Linked DNA regions of Gossypium arboreum: region 1 is linked to region 2. The links are chromatin contacts, called in public Hi-C maps. All regions are on one chromosome and are shown on one strand. Each heading gives the region's core, a stretch centred on a gene start, on an enhancer-like site or on the middle of the called end of the contact. The rest is flanking DNA. Distances are from core to core; before and after follow the strand shown. Region 1 holds the start of LOC108468154 (NADH dehydrogenase [ubiquinone] 1 beta subcomplex subunit 8, mitochondrial-like). Region 2 holds the start of LOC108469150 (L-lactate dehydrogenase B-like).

Region 1 (2,700 bases), core at 1-2,500, 130 kb after region 2:
TTGCATTTTCCAGCTTTTTCCTTTTTCCACCTCTTTCGAATATGCTTTTTTTTTCTCTTGAACTCAATCTAATGTCTACAAGAAGACTTTGGAAAAGCTTTGTAACTCAAGAACACAAAAACATTAAGAATAACTTAAAACTAATTTTTTTCAATAGCTAATGGAAAAATGGACCTATTTATACAAAACTAACTAAAAATTAATTAAGAACAATGCAAATGTGAGGGAATTAAGACTTAAAATATATAAGCATTTGCTCATCATACCCCTACACTCACATCTTTTCTTGTATCGATGGGACTCTATAGGTGGCTTGAATGCTCCTTAGACTCCTATTGGTTTTTGAGGATTGAAACCTTTGAGTAAATTGGGGGAAAGATTACGAAGGCCTTAAGGATCAGTGTGTCAAGTACCAAGGTGATCATAAAGGGAGCATGAGTGGGGCATTCAAACTTTTTGGAGGAAAAGATCGTTGCTACTTGGGGTATCTTATGATGACGAGTCTATGAAATGCAAGGGACAATCATGGATGTGCCACATGAACTCCTCAAACTCCTCTTAGGGAGCTATAACTACGAGGTTAATAAAAATGAAGAGATATAAAAATTTTAAGAGATTGACGTCTTAAGCACCGATGGATTATATGAGGACCTTAAAGAGGTTATGGACTCTTTAAACCCCTCAGGGTTGAAGGAATTTAAATACATTTGTATGTGGTTTCAAGATAAAGGGAAACTTTGGGTGATAATAGAAACTTGCAAGATCTAAGGTCGAGGTTAAGTGTTGGAGGACCTTGAGACGAAAGAGGCTTAATTTCAAAGTCAAGTTAAATATTTATCTTAAACTAAGTTTTTGAAAAAAATATATTTAAAATTTTTAAAGCGTTAATGAATAGTGATTAAGTCCTTTGTTCACCGTCAAAAGACTAAAGTTTAAAATCTATTGTCGTGTTTTCCCTTCAATTTGTAATATGTACTTAAAAAATTATGAATACAAATAGACTCACAGCTCCAAATATCTAGAATATATTTGGGTTTGAATCAAAATAAATTTGGACGACTAGAATATATTTAGAAACAGAACAGTTTATGTAATGTGAAAATCAAACCTAAAACCTGATATTTGAACAAGTTAAAATATCACAATTTTGACACTAAAAAGGTTTCCATAGGTCCATATTGATGGGCTTCGGCTTCGAATCCATTACGTTTTGTTTATCGTTTGAATATCATTTATCTATCCCTATCGTGGGCAAATGGCCCATTGGAATTAGTCATAGCTAAATATTAATACAGAAACCAGAGTTTGGTTCTGCAGAAAGTTCCGAGGAGAAAAGAAATGGCAGGAAGATTGAGCAACGTAGCGTCACGTATAATGGGCGGAACTGGCGTCGTATCGCGCTCCGTCGCCTCTTCTTTTCGACTCCGTTCCGGTATGGGTCTCCCTGTCGGCAAACATATCGTTCCCGACAAGCCCGTAAGCTCAATCACTTCATAATTCTTCAGATCTATTCAGTTAAAATCATTAAAAAGACTAACCCAAAACCCTACAATTTTACTCCTGCTGGAACCTTTCAGCTTCCTGTAAATGACGAGCTAATTTGGGACAATGGAACTGCATTTCCAGAACCTTGTATTGATCGAATCGCTGATACCGTCGGAAAGGTAAGTAAGTTCTCTATTTAAATGTTCATTTGCGTTTTATGGTAGTGGGATTTTGGATTATTTGAAGAAATTACTCTTTTTTTTTTCTCTGTTCTTGTTCCTATGTTTCATTTTTCTGGGAGTAGTATGAGGCATTAGCTTGGATGTGTGGAGGCTTGAGCTTCTTTGCATCGTTGGGATTTTTGGCTTGGTGGAATGATAAGGCCTCCAAGATTCCATTCGTGAGTTCAAATCTCTGACTTGATTAGTTGACTTTGCCTTAGTTCAATTCAATTTTCTTTATGCTGCATTTGGGAATATGAAATTGAAACTCTTGGATTTGGATTTCATTTGCTATATAAATTGTGAGAATGAATTGTATATATTATGAATAAATTAGATGAATTTCAATATAATGCGTTTTTGGAAAGTATAAAAAGCATGAATTTGTTAAATTCCTTGGGAATTTCAAATTCACTACTAGGCATCCAACAAATCCAGGGATTTGAGAAACAATCATGAGTAATATATTTGTATGTGTATTATCACTCAATTTGCACTATTCTCGAAATTCAAATCCAAAGTTTGAAACCCAAGACCCCAAATGCTACCTTATAGTTTTTTTAACGTGTTCATGTAATATTAATATTTGTAGCTTAGTGGTGTTTTGGATATGTTTGAAATTGGGAAAATAGGAATGTAGGATAGTGACCGGATCAAAAGGTACCATAATGTCACTCATGTTTTAAGCTGAGAAATTTTGAACTTCAAGCTCGAGTGAGTCATTATCCCAGAATAGGGGGATATGTGAACTACCTGCTTTAGGATGGAAGATATTTCATGCTAGAGGACTCTAGCCTGTTTTCTCAACAATGATTATGGTTGAGAGGATGAATTTTGCAAAGGTTCATGATAGAAAGCCCTTGTCTTTGGTTTTCCCTTGCTTGATTCTCTGATGAACTTAGAAATATTTTCAGAAATGCATTTCCCCTGTTAGATGTGTTGAATTGTTGAGGAAATCCCTTCCATTGGGGGCTACTGGCTAGTTTGGCCTTCT
Region 2 (2,708 bases), core at 10-2,509:
AAGATGGTTTGATGTGTCGTGAATTGATGTGTGTGTAATGAAACAATCATATATTTGAGATTTTCTTATTATTATTATTATTTAATTGAGTTTATTTTATACCTATAAATTAATATTTTACATTATTCTTTGTAAAAAACACGAGGTAAATATATTTGTTATAAAATATTATAGTGCAATTTCCTTTTACCAATCGAAATTTCTTTTATAATAAGAAAATATTTTGTAATAATCAATGTTATATGTCAACTTAATAATAAATAATGCTTAATTAAAACTTAATTTAAATACATATATTACATATATAAGAGTACATATTATCACATTAAAGTTATAAGGGATAAATGAAGCTAAGCATTATTTAAATAAATACTCAAATTTATTTAATTAAAATATTCATATTTTTATACTAGGTTAAAATATGTTATAAGTCCTTGAGCTCTTCATAAATTTAAATTTTAGTTAATGTACTTTTATTTTTGGGTTAATCTCACTTTTAGATATCAAAATTCAGGTTCAGGTTGTTAGTATTATTAAAAATATTTTGTTAAATTCATATCCATTATAACATCATTTTTTAGTTACATGAATACTAAGTATTTTTATTTAAAATTAGTGACATCAACAAAATTGACAAAAAATAACAATATTAACAATTGACTTGATTTTTAAATCTGAAAAGTAGAGGGTTAAATTTTGAAAATAAAATTACAGGACAAAATTCTAATTTGTGAAGATTACATAGACTTATGATAGTTTAACCTTTATACTACAAAATATTTATTATTAATATATTTATAAATGTAATAAATATTTATTATTAAAATATTAATATTGAATATTTTTCAAAAATATTATTTAAAAATTTATTATTAAAATAAAATTGAAATATTAAATAATAAATTATTAATATCAATAATAATTTATTATATGATTATCTATAAATAATTAAATATTTATGTTTAGTAATATTAAAATTTTAACAATTTGTATTAATATTTTATTTAATTTTAATTTTTTAAAAATAAAATTTATTATTAATATAATAATATTAAACTTGAGTAAATTTTTTTTTGAAAATTGGACTGGACTTTTATAAAATCTTAAACCTTAATAAAACAAATAGTTTCAATAGCACTAGACTTAAGTCCAGTAAAGAAAGCTAATTAAAACAAGAACAAAGCAACAGGACCCAAATCTGCACAGAATTGGCCCATGAAATTTAAAATGAATGAAACAAAAAAAGGAAACCTAATCCTATCCTATACCAATCGAAATCAACAGCTAGACACTATAACTCAGTGTCCTTTCATATCACCGTCCCAGCTTTTGATGATAGTAGGTTTCAAAAAATCTTTTAGTCTTCTGCTACCTATTTCCAACGAAGGCCTACTTTCCTTTTTCAGTCTGGTAGCCTTGGCCAACTTTTCTCCAGTGCGCGACGAACATAACCTGGAACATCACCCAGCAAGTAATGGCCTTCACCCTTTTTTAGTGTCTTTTTCGCAAGAATATGGGCGTATGTATTCTCTATTTTAGGGATAAAATGAAACTCAAATCTCTTGAAAATGGACCTTTTTGCTGTGAATATCTCTGATAAGTGTTCCAATAACCGATCTGTCGAAATCTATAATTTGGCATTTCTTTATTATAGTTCTTGAATCTCCCACTATTTCAAAAATACTAAAACCCATAGAAATTCCTAATGGCATGGCTTGTAATCCTGCATATGCCTCCGCTGCAAAAGGAGATGCTACATTGAAGTGGAGAACCGTATTTTATGCCAAGATCTCACCCCCCACATCTCGTACTACTATTCCCGAAGCAAATCTGCAAGATTGCTGGTCGAAGGCTACGTCAAAGTAAATTGCCACACTTGTTCTCCTATCGACATATTTATGGCTTCTATATACTTTTAAGGTGAGTTTCTTCTTTTCTATGCCATCCAACTCAGAAATATAACTATAATTTTTTTTTTTGAAATGTACCTACCCATCGTACTTTTCCTTTCATAGATTAACCAATTTCTATATGTCCAGATTAACAAAAGTCCGCAACAGAAAAGACGACACTGTTCGCTAGTCCCCCGACTAAAAACCTAGGTAAGCCACTCCCACATGCTTTGAATGACATTATTAAGTACCCAGAAAAGGTTTAAGTACATCCATACCTCCATTGTTGTAGGACACTGCCGAAATATATGGTTACTATCTTTTCCATAGTGACGACACCGAGGACAATGAGCTTCCACAACCACTTTTTTATGCTTGAGATTAGCTAAAGTAGGAACATAATTTCAGGAGATTCTCCATACTATTATTGTAACTTTCGAAGGGATGTATAAATTCCATACTTTTCTGTAAAAATCTTTAGTCTCAGCCTGTATATATTATTACTAGGATCCGAATTAGTCTCCTGTAATAGTTTATAGGGGCTTCTAACTGAGAAATCGCCAGACGGTTCTCCTCTCCACACTTGGAATTCATCGTGTATTGTCTCCGCCAAAGGGATCCACATAATTTTCTTTACAATATCCGCATTAAAGGTATTAACAATTATATCTGTAATCTGTTTGCTTCATCTCCCGAAATCCATAGATCATCCCAAACAGAAATTCGGTCCCCCATACCAACCCTCCAACATAGGCCTTTCTCCAGGAGTCTTTTTGCTGCCCAGACGCTCTTTCAGGTAAGCGAAGGTAAATTCCC

Evidence for each region. Hi-C and Micro-C count contacts between places; a contact is called where the count stands out from the background.
Region 1: a contact with region 2 is called in a Hi-C map of leaf, with 2.4 times the contacts expected there. The contact joins the promoter of LOC108468154 here to the promoter of LOC108469150 in region 2. A contact is called at or near these places in 2 of 5 Hi-C or Micro-C datasets (both in leaf).

What each region holds. Positions count from the first base shown.
Region 1 is chr8:12,854,345-12,857,044 of ASM2569848v2, forward strand. LOC108468154 (NADH dehydrogenase [ubiquinone] 1 beta subcomplex subunit 8, mitochondrial-like) reads left to right here and starts at 1,251. Exons shown (of 4, transcript XM_017769026.2): 1 at 1,251-1,476; 2 at 1,578-1,664; 3 at 1,790-1,885. The coding sequence starts at 1,339.
Region 2 is chr8:12,724,599-12,727,306 of ASM2569848v2, forward strand. LOC108469150 (L-lactate dehydrogenase B-like) reads left to right here and starts at 1,260. Exons shown (of 5, transcript XM_053017954.1): 1 at 1,260-1,471; 2 at 1,748-1,920; 3 at 2,040-2,102; 4 at 2,185-2,708.